Regions from separate parts of the Sus scrofa genome. Here region 1 is linked to region 2. The links are chromatin contacts, called in public Hi-C maps. All regions are on one chromosome and are shown on one strand. The core of a region is the stretch at or near the end of the contact, and the rest is flanking DNA. Distances in the headings are between cores, read along the strand shown. Region 1 holds the start of C4H8orf76. Region 2 holds the start of ZHX1 (zinc fingers and homeoboxes protein 1).

Region 1 (6,957 bases), core at 1,286-3,785, 36 kb after region 2:
ATAGTAACCTCAGACACCCATCTTTTTTTTTCTCTCTTTAGGGCTGCATCTGTGGCATATGGGTTTGAATCAGAGCTGCAGCTGCTGGCCTACACCACTGTCACAGCAAGGCAGGATCTGAGCCACATCTGCAACCTATGCCACAGCCAGGCCATGGCGGATCCTTAACCTGCTGAGCAAGGCCAGGGACCAAACCCATATCGTCATGGACACTGTGTGGGGTTCTTAACCCACTGAACCACAGTGGGAGCGCCCCAGACACCCATCCTTGAGGGATGGATAAGAAATTCCTCTGGCTTCCTCTTGCCTCACAGAAGGTCTGTATTTTGGGGCAATTCCAGAAACACGTTGAAGATAGCCAGTCTTCCCACCTTCGTTTAAAGTCTATGGTCAAATATGGTATTTTGGTCTTCTGGAGGGGACTGCCTTTGAGAGGTGGAGGTGGAAATTGAGAGGGGTCCAGTACTGGGAGGGGCATGGAGGACTGTAATTTCTAAGTATAGTGAGAGCAGTACTATATCCTGGAAGCACCCCCAAGAGCGATGTACTCAGGGGCTCCCAGCCAAGGCCGGGCAAAGATCCCAGTGGTTGTAAATCCTGTGGAATACACATATATGTCCATTTGGCTTCCCTGTCACCTCCCAGCCCCACAGCCTCTCCTGAGAAATCAGCAAAGTACCAGAGCCTTTAGCTTTTGAATGGGAATAATAATGTCTAATTCAGAGAGAGAGAGATGGTGAGAATTAATCAAAATAAAGTTAATTCAGTGCCCATAGTATAACCTAGTATGTAATACTCAATAAATGTTGGGTTCTCCCCTCCTCCACTCATAGATAGGACATGAGCATGTGACTTACAACTGAGAAGTACTCCTATCTGCTCCTTTTGCCATGTCTGTCCATTCAACGGGCATTGATTGAGCTGCTCTGGGCCAAGCCCTGTCTGGGAGCTGAGTTTGCAAGCGCAAAAAAGATAGCACTTCCAATCTCCAACAGTCCACAGTGTGGTAAATGTCACAATGGATAGAAGCATGGGGGGATTACAGGAAAGAGGAAGGCAGGCTGCGTGGAGAGAGTGACATCTACTATGCCTTGGGGAACTCAAGCATACCCCTCTATACAAATCTTTTTTTTTTTTTTCTGTAGAAACAGATTTTTATCTTCTTTTTTAATTTTTATTTTTTTATATTTATAATGATTTTTATTTTTTCCATTATAGCTGGTTTACAGTGTTCTGTCGATTTTCTACCATACAGCAAGGTGGACCAGTCACACATACATGTATACATTCTCTAGATTTTCATCTTCATCCACATCTTATTTTATTTTATTTCAGTCTTTTAGGGCCGCACTGGCAGCGTATGTAGGTTCCCAGACGAGGGGTTGAATCGGAGCTGTAGCCAGCGGCCTATGCCACAGCCACAGCAACTCAGGATCTGAGCTTTGTCTGCGACCTACACCACAACTCACAGCAACACCAGGTCCTTAACCCACTGAGCAAGGCCAGGGATCGAACCTGCGTCCTCATGGATGCTAGTTGGTTTCATTAACCACTGAGCCAGAACAGGAACTCCAGGAACATCTTGAAAGTATAAGAATTCTAGTAAATGTTGGTGTTAGAATTCTGGAATTTAGTGGGTTTTTTTGTTTTCAAGAAGAATTAATGCTCCCTGATTGAGCCTCCAGAGTAAAGCTTCATGTTTTCTATTAACAAATGTGTGAGGTACTGTACCCTGGTCTTTATTATTAGTGTGCCTCTTCTGTGGTGACGGGGGGACACTGACTCAATTCTTTCCTTTCAGCCCTTAGCCACATAATAATTGATCCTGAGCAAGTAACTTAACCTCTCCAAGCCTCAATTTTTCATTTGCAAAGTGGGAATCATTGTGCCTTTCATAAATTGTTAGAAAAGGATATAGTAGAACACAAAAAAAAAGAGAAGAAAAAAGTTCTTAACACAGTTCCAGGAATGTCATCAATAGTGAAAAACTGGTACCTACCAGTTTTTTAATTTATTTTTAATTTATTATTATTATCATTATTATTATTTTGCTTTTTAGGGCCTTACCAGAGGCATATGGAGGTTCCCAGGCTAGGGGTCAAATCAGAGCTACCACTGCTGGCCTATGCCACAGCCACAGCAAAGCTGGATCCGAGCTGTGTCTGCAAACTACGCCACACCTCACAGCTTGACCCAGTGAGCAAGGCCAGGGATTGAACCTGTATCCTCATGGATACTAGTTGGGTATCCTTACTGCTGAGCCACGATGGGAATTCCCAGCAGGTATCAATTTTAAACAGCTGCCCTGAGGCCAGTGTTTTTTGATGCGTGAACCTAAGGATCACCCTGTCCAGCTCCTGAAGCAGAGAAGTCAAGTTCTGTTCCAGCCATGAATCAGATAAAAATCTCAGCTCAACCTGGTGGGCCAAGTCCCCTTCTGGCTCCCGCCTAAAGACTACAAGACCCAGCATGCCACGCTCTGGGCTCCGAGGCCCCGCCTCTTTTGCGTCCGCTCGCTTGTGGGCGCAGCTCTAGGCCCCGCCTCCTCTCGTTGCGTGAGTCCTGGCGGCGCAATGGAGACCGGGTGCTGGTTGCTCGGCGGCGAGTTTGAGGACTCTGTGTTCGAGGAGAGGCGGGAGCGGCAGCTTGGACCGCCATCGTCCTACATCGCCAAGCGCTGCGAGCCGCAGGTGAGAGAGCGCCGCCTCTCGGCCTCACCCCAGCCCCTGAGCCCGGCACTCCGCGGGTCTCGGCCTGACAGGCTTTGGAAGCCTCACGCCCGCGTTGTCAAACTCCAGCCCAAACCCTCCCCACAGCTGGGCTATCTTATGCCCACCTGGTCTTCCCTGCCATCCCTTCCCCCACGGCGAATGTTCCAGGCACTGGGCTGGGTTCCTTTACATGTGTTCTCTTATTTTCCTTAAAATCCTTTACTTAGAGATGTCAGGCGCTCAGGAATTACTGAATTGTATTTTTGTTTTATTTCACTTACTTTTCCTCCTTGCCACATGCAGTTTTTCCACGTGACCTTAAGTACTTGTCCTGTAGACTAAAAGCATGGAGGGAAAGTGCTTTCAAAGTCCTGTGGTACCACGTTAAAAAGCCATGACTGTGAGCTTGGACCCTTGAATTCCAGCACTGGCCTTACCATTTGCCCTTCAAGGTGTCATTTCCTTATTTGTCATTTTAGAAAAATAGTGTTTGATGGGAGTTCTCTTGTGGTACAGCGGGCTCAGGATCCGGTGTTGACATTGCAGCAGCTTGGGTCACTTTTGTGGCACAAGTTCACTCCCTGGTCCGGGAACTTCCACACACCAAGGGCCGGGCCAAAAAAAAAAAAAAAAAAAAAAAGGTATTTGCGGCTCACAGAGTTATTATGCGAGTGGAATGAGGTAATACTTTGCTAGGTATGGTGTGCTGTATACTTCATAAAGTAAAATCCAAAAAATAATTGTCTTTAGAATTGGTTAGATTTGTTTTCCCTGCCTTCTCTGTGTGGGACCAGGTGTTTACCTTATCCAGAATGTCCCCTCTTAGGCTCATCCTTGTTCACAGCTTTTCTCTCTTAGAAAAGCTGATGAATGGAATATTTAAAGCCACCCCCTTCTGAACTCTTGCCTCTGAAAGCCAGTTTTGCTTGATTATTTCCCAGTAGGATAGTGAAAACTGGATGGAGGTTTGCAGTTGTGCAGTTCCAGAGGTTGGGATTGGCACATAATCTGATACAGTGTGTGATTGGAGGGCAGTAAAATACAAAGGAAAAGCATGGCTTCAGTGTATAGGTTGTTGAGTTACACAGTGCTTCAGGGAGAACTGGGGATGGCTAGCTTTCTCCCGCTGTGATGGATCAGGCTGAGACGGAAACTCTATTACTAAGGAGGTAGTCATACCCATACAACTCTTTTGGGAATAGAACCAAGAAATTTTGACCTAACGGTGGAACCGTCACAAATGCAGTTATGTTTGAATATAATAGCGTCTAATTGGGCATAGCCTTCAGTCAGCCTCAGTGTGTTTTACTGTGAGTAAAAGGGAGGATAAGACACTTCTTTGGGGCTGGAAAACTGGCGCACAGAGTGCTTTCCATTATCCCTGTTCTCATCCTAACGTTCTCTGTGCAATCATCAGGACTCAGCTTCACTTCTGTAGGGCTTAAATCAGAAAAGTGAATAAAATATTCCAGTGAGCATTTTCTGAGACATTTCTCATATAGTATTTTGGCGTTTGATTGCACAGAAGCCCCCTTTCAGCCTGAATTTCTGTCTCCACTTTGCTTAGATTTTACTCTTTTTTTTTTTTTTTTTTTTTTTGGCCATGTCCCAGGATGTAGAAGTTCCAGGGCCAGGAAATGAACCTGAGCCACAGCAGCAACCCAAGCCACTGCAGGGACAGTGCCAGGTCCTTAACCTGCTGTGCCACAAGGGAACTCCTTAGATTCTACTTTTGGCTTTTACACTTTCATAGTGGCACTAAATTAACAATTCTCCTTTCTTGTGTCCTTTCCGTAAAGAGTTGTCAATCCCCATTCCATCCATCCTAAAAATTTCTCTGCAGGAAAACATCTCAAAGAACCATTGTGAACTGTGCTAGTTTCACGTAGGTTCCCAGGCACCATGACTCCAAGTTAAAAATGCTATGGATAAAACCATAAACTTTTGCGCTTTTTTTAGTTGAGGTATTGTGCTTTGGTGTATTTATTACTTGTGATAATTTTAATAAACTGGGCCACTGTTAAAATTGTCATTCTTTGTCAGATGTTTTCCAGAGTCTTATCCTGAAGAAGGACCTGTTTTTGAGGTTTAATTAGTTATGTATGGGAACTTGCCTCTGAGTGTGGGCTGTAAAAGCAGAGCTTCATTCTCTATAATAGGCTATTTTCACAATTTCCAGTGGTTTTATGAAGACTCAGGGAGCAGTGATGATGTGGAAGCTCTAACCATCCAGAAATTCAAAGGGGACCTGGCCTACAGACGGCAAGAGTATCAGGTAGAGTTTAACACAGAGAAGATTGTGCCACTTGAAACGGGCCCTTGTTCTGTCCCTTACAGCATATTTAAATAACAGCGTACTAAGTTATGAGGGTATTGTTTGTGAAGATAAGTTTAACCTTTTGTGCCATGTGTTTGTAATCTTAGAATCCCAAGTTTCTGGCCTTTTCTACAAGGCTGTATATAATTTGTTTTGTTTCCTATAACTCCAGTATAGAGAGCTTGTGAGGATCCTTGTAGGTCTATTTCTCCAGCTTCTGTATCTCATTACGTGGGAGTCTCTAGTACAGATACCTTGTGGGGCCACAGGAGGAAAGCACCCCAAAATGTGTAAGAAAAGGGATGAACTAACAAGCAGTTACTTTATGTAGACCTCACATCATCCTCTCTAGAGTCCTGTTGTTATTTTGCCGATGAAAAGGTTTTACAGCAGGTTAGTGGTAAATCACTAACTAAATTCAAATCCTGGTCTTTTGGGCTCCAGAATGCTTTAGTTATATTCTTTAGCCATTTCTTGACTACCTTCTAGAAAAATAGTATGGACTGAAATACTCAAGTCTTACTTTAGTTCCTCGAAGGGTCAGTTATAACACTACTTTTTGTCTAAAAAAGACAAAACACCTCACCCCACTAACTGAATTCTTTTTTTCTAGCCTTTCTTTTCTTCCTTTCTTTTCACCTCTTCTCTCCTTTTCCTTTATTTAACAAATATTTGCCAGAAAGCTCTGCAGGAATATTCCAGTATCTCAGAAAAACTGCCATCTACGAATTTTGCCATGAAAAGGGATGTCCAGGAAGGCCAGGCTCGGTGTCTTGTTCACCTGGGAAGGCATGAGGAGGCCCTGGAGATTGCTACAAACTTGGTGAGTTTTCCAGGGCTTTTTTACATTTGCTTCCCTGGGATGGCTTAATAGTTTATTTTCTAAAATACAAAACAAAAACAAAAAAAACAACTTCTTGCTGGCAACAAAATCTGTGGGTTTGGATAAGCTGAGGAAAATTGTCAGTGGTGAAAGAACTTTATTGTGATGAACAGTTTGGAGCTCCAGGTAAAATCATTTCCTTGTAATCTTTTTTTCCTGTGTTATGCTCAAAATACTTCATTGCCTGAAAACCTCACTCACAAAGCTTTTACTCTTTGTTAGGAGGAAAAACTCAAAGTGGAAAGATTATCAGTGATTTGTTTTCTTCTCTACGTGTTTTGTTGTTGTTTCTTAGATTTTTATTTTCCAAAATTTCTACAAGGAACATGTATTACTTTTATAAACAGGGAAAAAATTGACTAAATATCATATTAAGTCAAACTTAATCCTTTCTAAAATGGAATCTGCAGATTTTTTTTAAAAATTAAAAAAAAAAAAGCAGTTCTCTGCAATTCTCAAGTCTGCTTGTTTTTGTTTTCAGATTAAAACACCTAGGGTTTTCATGTAAATTTTATATGGGGCTTGGTCTAAATCGACCAATCCTAGTTTATAGATGACCTGTTTTCTTCCTCAAAGGGTCACTTTTTTTTTTTTTTTTTTTTTTTTTTGGCTTTTTGCCTTTTCTAGGGCCGCTCCCGCGGCATATGGAGGTTCCCAGGCTAGGGGTCCAATCAGAGCTGTAGCCTCCATTCTACACCAGAGCCACAGCAACGTGGGATCCAAGCCACGTCTGCAACCTACCCCACAGCTCACGGCAACAATGGATCCTTAACCCACTGAGCAAGGCCACGGATCAAACCCGCAACCTCATGGTTCCTAGTTGGATTCATTAACCACTGAGCCACGATGGGAACTCCCTCAAAGGGTCTTAAAGAGGCAACAAGGCACTGATCTTGAACCAGAGGTCAGCCTGAAGTATGCATGAAATTATTGAGCTGCCCACCTCCATCTCATTGACTAAGAGAAATACCAAAATTTGCTTGTGAGTGGTTCATTGCATCGTACCTCAGCCTCTTGTAGTGAGAGAAAATCTTGGCAGTAATTGT
Region 2 (7,544 bases), core at 649-3,148:
GGAGGATGGGTGGGAGAAAAGGAAAAAAAGGGAGGGAGGGAGGAAGAAAGGAAGGAAGGGAGAGATGAGAGAGGAAGAGAAAAGGAGAGAGAGAGGAAAGTGAGACTCATATTCATTAGTCCATACCCTTAAAAGGGTCTCTAGCTATCCTTGATCTTTCTGACTGCTCACCTTGCTTGATTTTTATTTTTTAAGGGCCGCACCTGCTGCATATGAAATTCCCAGGCTAGGGGTCCCATTAGAGCTACAGCTGCTGGTCTACCCACAGCCACAACAACTTGGGATAGGAATGCATCTGCGACCTACACCACAGCTCATAGCAACGTTGAATCCTTAACTCACTGAGACGAGGCCAGGATCGACCCCACATCCTCATGGATACTAGCCGGGTTGGTAATCCTTTGAGCCACAGTGGAAACTCCCCGGCTTGATGTTTTCATGCTCATGTTTTTTTGCTTGGTTACTAGACTGTAATCTCCTTGAAGACAGAAATATTGCCTGACTCAGCTTTGAATCTTCCACAGTACCTGGAATTCACTTATGCTCAAAAACCTAGTCGTTAAAGGCATGAACAAAAAAAGTGAATTTCTGTATCAGAAGCTTTTCCTTTCCTCAGAGATAAATCTTAGGCAGTTTTCAGTGGGCACAGTACTGCCCCCTAGGGGGCGTGCTGAAATTTTGTTGGGGCTGTTTTGGACTGTAATTATATTGGTGCCAGAGTTTTTCCATAGTGGAAAATGTATTTTATTAGTATTTTTGATATTAGTTTAATATTTTAGAATAAGTTACTTTCACTTATTTCACCTTTATGTTATCAGAACATTACAGTAGTTTCTTGTAGATAGTTTACATTATCAATGAATTTAATTCCAGGAGAGTTAAAGTGGTGTTAAAGTTTTGTTGTATACACAGAGTGTTGAGCATGGCAGGACTGAGCACCTATGTTTGCAAGATTAAGCTTTGCTTGCTTCTGCTTCCACAAGTTCTAGTATTCTAAGATAAAACAAACAAATAAAAGAAGCCGATGTGCACTGATTTCAACCATCAGGCTTTCACTTTAAGCAACTGCATGTTTTAGGATTAATGTGGCTCAGTGGAGCGCTGCTGTTAAAGCGCAGAGGGTCCATGCCCGGGGTGGGGGCGGGGAACGAACATCAAGGCGCCGGAAAGTTCCCACAGGTCCTGGCCGGAGATTCTGTGAAGAGTAGCCTGGAAGGTGATTTGTTTCCCTTTGCTTTGGTCTGTACTTTTTTCCTTGTAAAAAATGATGTGGGGAGGGGAGAAGGGACGAAGAGAAATGGGGAGGGTAGTTTTTCCCAAAGCCTGGGTCCTTAGCCGGCCTCCTTTGCAGGGCTGGTTCGCATTGAAGCTGTTCAGTATTTGACGACCACGGCTTGAAAAGAAAGCCCCCCACAAGAGTGACTCGTGAGGGGGAGAGGGAGGGCTTTCGGGGAGCAAAGGGTGGCTCCGTCTTGCCCCGCGGTTCAAAGTGAGGTTGGATCGAACTTTTGGTATCAGCGGGTGGAGGGACGGCTTTTGATGTTGGAGTTGGAGGCAAGAGGTGGCAGGGCAGCAGCTGACAGGGGGTGGAGCTTCGGGCTAGAATCCCGAAGGGTTTCAGAAAGACCCGACTTCTATTGACAGTAGGAGGGGCTCCCGACGAAAGGGGCGGGCTTGGACAGTACTGCCACCAAATGGGACTTATGACAAGGGGCGTTTCTCAGGATCCAGCGGTGACTTTAGGAAGAAGGAGCGCCCGGGGGCGGGGCCACAACTGACAGAAGGCGGGGCTGCCTTCTGGATTGACCTGAGTGAAGAAAAGGCTTCTACCGATAGCGGGCGGAGCTAACACCAGCAAGGGGCGTGGCCGCTTCGAGACTTGGAAAAGGCGGGGCTTCTGTTGACAGAGGGGCGGGGCGGCCCCCTACCTCTCGCCCTGCGCCAATCCGGGGGTGGAGGCCAGGGTCGAACCCCAGGGGAGAAGCAGGGTCTGCGAGTGGAAAGCGTGGCGCAGAGCGGGGTGGGGGCGCGCGGAGGGCGCGCGCGCGCGGGAGGGCCCCGCCTCGGCCGGCTCTTCCCCTCCCCCGCTCTCGCCCCGGGTCGGCCGCTGGGGCGCGCGCCTGGCCTAGCACCCCCACCCCAGACTTTACGTTCCACCGAGTCTGCGGATCTGCTGAAGCCGTGAGCCGGACCGCCGAGCGGTTCCGGGTGTAGGGTTCACAGGTCAGAGTTGACTCCTTGAAAAGTGCAGCCGGTTTGAAATGCAAGATGGCGGCGGCGGGGCGCTGAGAGGCGCGGCGGCCCCTGCAGGTAGCGGTGCGAGCGGGCTTCGCGACGAGCGGCCCCGGGCATCCGGGGCTGCGGGTAGGAACCCGCGGCGCAGAGCCCGCGGCCAGTGCGGCGGGCCGGGAAGGCGCGCGGCGCGCGGGCTGGTTGGACGAGGGCGGCCCGAGGGCAGAGACCCCGGGGGGCTGAGCGCGCTCCGCGCCGCGAGTGGCCAGGCTGACCGGCTCGGGGCTTCCGAGGGGGAGGGACCTGGCCTGCCTGGGCCGGATCGCCGACGGGGGACAGACCCTGAGCCTCTTTTGCGTTCTCGGGTCTCTGCGGCCGCGGAAGGGGCTGAGGGTGGGCTTGTACGGGGAAATCTCAGCACCCCTCTCCTCCCCCGCGGCTACGAGAGGACCGAGCAACTTGAGATTATTGAAGGGAGTGAGGACCGGGTCTCCCTTAGAAGGGGGGGGGCGGGGGCCGCAGGGACGGAGCGCACCAGCAATGTCGAGGGTCCCTGGGGAGGAGATCGGGAGCCGGGCCCTGCCCTGCGGGGGCGTGTGGCCTCGTGGGGACTCGGTCTCCCTGAGAGTCTGGGGAGTCATCTCTTGCTGGAGCTGAGCGCACTGGCATTGCGGTTGGAGCTCGGAGAAACCCGTCTGGGAAAGGCTGTACCTCCACTTCAGGAGAGGCTGGGCACCCATTTCGGGGCGAGTCTCAGAGTTGAGACCTTAAGAACTATATAAGGTTTTGAAGAAGCCCTGGAACTTTGGGAGAAGTTGATTCAAGAAAATGTAAATATTATCTGTCCCTTTAAGGAGGAAGATGAGGAGGCTGACTGGGGACCGCTCCAAGCCTTAGGGCCTAAAGGGAACGGTTTCCAGATCTTTCCGAGGAGTGAAGGGCTAGGAGGGAGCTGTGAGAGGAAGGGGGTCTCATGGTAGGAAAGAAGAGCCCTGGCTGATGCCCTTTCCGTGTGTGTGTTTACTCCAAAGTTCTAGGGAAAGGGACTTGAAATTCTTTGTTTCAATTCGACATCCCAGCTCTCCCCTCCGTGGGTAACAGCAAAGAAAATGCAAAACCCGGGAGAAAAAAAAGGTTCCCTTTGATATCCTTAGTTTAGGATCAAGCTCCCTGGCCCTGGGGTAGAAGAATTAGGAAGCGGGAAAGGGGATGGATAGAGGAGGGATGGGGGAAGAGACTGGGAAGAGCGGGAATTCCACAGCGCTTTTCTATCATTTCACCCCAGCTCTAAAGAAAAACGTGCGAAGAGGCTAATCTTTGCGGGGGGTGGGGGGAAATGTCAGGAAAGGTAACTGAGAATTTATAATGTGATTAGGTTGGGATTCCATGTAACTTGAAAGGAAGATGCAATTGTCTTGGAGAGTAAGAGGAGGGCAGAAAAGGGAAAATCACAAGATTGGGAAATAGAGTGGTTCACAGTTAGGGAGGAAGAAGCAGCTTTCTCCCAGGAATTGTGACTATTCACTGGGTTGGAGTGTATGTGTGTACATGACCTACATGAATTAACCTTAAGATTTGCTGATCTTGGTCCTTGTTTCTCAGCCTTTGTCTGGAAGCTTTAACTTGTGTTATATGGTGCTACGTGAATTATCCCTGCTTCTAAAAAATTATCCTGAAAAAGTCGTTTGTTTTTTATGCCAGCAGTGAGGATGAGCAGATTTGGTTTTAACAGGGATATTGGCCCTAGAATATCGATAGCTTTTTAAACAATTTCTTAAGTAGCAATTCTGACTCTTGATTTTTAAGCAAAAGAAATGTGAGAGCTGCCAAGAACAATAATGCTGTAACAGGATATAAAAGAAAAAAGGCTTTCGTGAATATTTTTCCCTCTTAGTTTTTCCCTCCGTACTCTAAGTGTTTTAGGGCTAAGCAGACTAATTTTGGGAAAAATAAGATGTAAAACTTTGGATCCTTTCAGTATAGAAATGGTAGCATTTTTATCAATGACTTTTGTGGAAGGATCTTTTCAAATGGTTTATTTAGTGATCAGATTAAAATAAGAAAAAAAGAAAGTGAGATTTGGGTAACCCATGACAGCTATGACTCATACAGATTTCTTGAACCATTCTAGTATTTTTAAAAAGAGCTTTAATGTCTTCAATAGAAATATTTTAAAAAACACATTTCAAGTATAAACTAGTTTAGAGCTGCTGTTTGGAACATTATTATTCATGTATGCTGTTCTTTGGTTTCCCCAAAGTGCACGTAGGTCTAGTTTTATATTCAATTCTGAACAGATTAGGCTGGGTGAACCAGAAAGGCATTGATGCCAGATGGTTTGAAAATATGCTAAGGCTGAAAACATAAAGTGCCTGTGCTGGTGAAAACTCATTAGTAGATGTCGCTCCCTTATAGTGAGCTGAGCTGATTATTTCACTGGATTGGAGAACAATTCATGAACGTTGTGGCAGTTGTTTCACCTTTAATGATACTTGTATTATAAGTTCTTTTTTCCATTAAGTATGAAAAAAAGTTTTACAGTTTATGAATGAACTTGATAGCATGGTGGGGTGGCTCATTTTGTTTCTATATTTCACATTGAGACTGAAAGGTGATGTTATGATGCACTATACATTTTCTTTCTTGCTACATGGGCACAAAAATGTGATATTTGGAACTTGGTTTGCTTTAAATTATCTCTTTATACTTAAATGGAATGCTCTTAAAATTGCTAAAATGATTACAAGTATAGCTGAGGAAATAACCTTTTTATGTGCATTGCAGCATTGTAGATTTGGGCTCAAAAGACTGTACTTATTTGAATACTAACAATGATGAACAGTTCAGTGCCTAAGCTAGTTTTTAACCTAATATCATATTCAATCTGTTCAGGGAGGAGTCCGGAAATATCTGTTGCACTACTTGTGGTAATAGCCACATTCACTTTTACATGGCAATTTTTTCTAACTCAAAATCCTTTTAAATCGTCCTATGTTATTTCAAAAGTAATTTCAATTATGTTCATTTGAAGGGAAAAACCATGGTACTAGCCTTTGAATAATAGCTGATACTTCTACAATATTATTGTATCCTTGTTGCTCTGATATGATTGTAGTCATGAGTAACCAGATTTGTGTGACTGAAGCTGCTGATTTAGATTACGAGACAGCATGTACATTTGTGTTTACATTTTGGAAATCTGTATTTTATAAAGTTGTTTTAAACTAATACTTAGGTAAATTTTTATGTAGTTGTCAGGTTTTGGTGTTAAAGGAACTTAATCTTTGCAGTTTCTATAATCAGTATCCCATAATATATTTAAAAGGTGTAAAGATGGCCTTACATACCTTCGTTTTAAAGAAATATGATGATGTACTTTGGGGGAAAAAAGCATATATGAGCAGTTTAAGAGTAACATTTATTCAGGCAGTGAAATTTGAGTAAGTCATTTTTATGCAGGATTTTTGTTTTCAGTTTTTATATTTAAATTTTTAGAAATCATCAAAGCTTATCTAAAAATTAAAACATTAAAATGGTAGAAATATATACATATTTATCATTTAAAATCAAATAACTTTGTCATTAAATTTTAGTGATTTCATATTTCTCTTAGGATTTCTGACTCCTTTTTCCCCTTTCTTAAAAGTCTTTCTCTTTTTTTGGTTACTGTAGGAAATGCAGGAAGATAAGATTTTGATATTTTTAAGCACTTCACTCATAGTTATGTTTTTGTTTTTACTAAATAAATAAAAGTTCATTCCCTTTTACCTTCCAATATTGTAAAAGAGAAGTTTGTTAAAACTTGGCTGGGCTTGGCTGTACTTAGGAGTGGAGGGTTGGTGAAAAGTGAACAATTTCTCTTTATTACTAGGATAAGATTATTTATATCAGAAGTTAGTTCTATGAAACACCCCTTAAATATATGATATATTAATGATTCATCTTGAGGCCGAAGTCAGAGAAAGCATGTGTCTGCTGGGGTGGGGGATATAAATTATAATTGATTAATGACTACCTGTTAAAGCATTGCTTATCATGCTCAAAGGTATGAAATGAAAAATAAAATTGAGTTCCCATCGTGGGGCAGTGGTTAACGAATCCGACTAGGAACCATGAGGTTGCGGGTTCGGTCCCTGCCCTTGCTCAGTGGGTTAACGATCCGGCGTTGCCCTGAGCTGTGGTGTAGGTTGCAGAAGCGGCTCGGATCCCGTGTTGCTGTGGCTCTGGTGTAGGCCGGTGGCTACAGCTCCGATTAGACCCCTAGCCTGGGAACCTCCATATGCCGCGGGATCGGCCCAAGAAATGGCAAAAAGACAAAAAAATAAATAAATAAAAAGACAAAAAATTAAAAAAATTTTTAAATGAAATAAAATTGATTGTTATGTGGACTTTTAAAATATTTTATGTTTCAACATTTAATAAATTTTGTGTGTGTGATGAAAACTAGGATTTAGTCTCTTGATAACTTTCATATATAACATACAGCAGCGTGTATTACATTTATCATGTTGTACAGTAGTACATTCTTAGTACTTACTTGTCTATCTTATAACTGTAAGTTTGTGCTTTTTGATTACCTTCATCCAATTCTCCTCCCCTGTGTTCCCTACTCTGTCTCAGTAACCACAAATCTGATCTTTTTTTGAGTTTGGTTTTTGAAGTATAACTGACCCACAGCACTATGCTAGTTCTCAACATTTAGTAACTTTTAAACAAAGACTTTCTTTGTTATATAACTTAAAGCCTTAAACAAGAGTCAGAAAAATTTAATTGTGGGAAGTTCCCATCGTGGCTAAGTGGTAACCAATACAACTAGTATCCATGAGGATGCTGGTTCGATCCCTGCCCTCGCTCAGTGGATTAAGGATCTGGCATTGCTGTGAGCTGTGGTGTAAGTTGCAGACATGGCTAGGATCTGGCATTGCTGTGGCTGTGGCATAGGCCGGCAGCTGTGGCTCAGATTTGACCCCTAGCCTGGGAACTTCCATATGCAGCAGGTGCAGCTCTAAAAGGCAAAAAAAAAGAAAAGAAAAATCTAATTGTGGACTTACCATGTACCAAGAAATATTTCAAGCACTTTACATGTTTTATTTCTTTCAAAACTTAGAGCAAGCCTATTAAGTAGGTACTGTCCTTAGCCCCATTTTACAGATGAGGGGGCTATGGCACAGACAGGTTAAGTGCCTTATCTAAGACCACACAGCTAGTAAGTGACCCAGCAGGGATTTGAACCCATGTACTTTGGTTCCAAAGCCCAAATTCTTTGTCTTTATTTACAGCCCGTCTTACTGCCAAAATAAGTTATCTGTTGT

The links. A called contact is a pair of places that touch in the nucleus more often than the background predicts.
Region 1: a Hi-C map of liver shows a contact between it and region 2, with 1.8 times the contacts expected there. The contact joins the promoter of C4H8orf76 here to the promoter of ZHX1 in region 2. A contact is called at or near these places in 1 of 5 promoter capture datasets (liver), 10 of 47 Hi-C or Micro-C datasets (adipocytes, alveolar macrophages, embryonic fibroblasts and 4 more) and 2 of 2 datasets of contacts at active chromatin or transcription factors (alveolar macrophages and skeletal muscle).

The regions. Positions count from the first base shown.
Region 1 is chr4:16,134,643-16,141,599 of Sscrofa11.1, forward strand. C4H8orf76 reads left to right here and starts at 2,536. Exons shown (of 6, transcript XM_013996506.2): 1 at 2,536-2,690; 2 at 4,891-4,986; 3 at 5,642-5,851. The coding sequence starts at 2,574.
Region 2 is chr4:16,098,882-16,106,425 of Sscrofa11.1, forward strand. ZHX1 (zinc fingers and homeoboxes protein 1) reads left to right here and starts at 1,899. Exons shown (of 4, transcript XM_013996503.2): 1 at 1,899-2,310.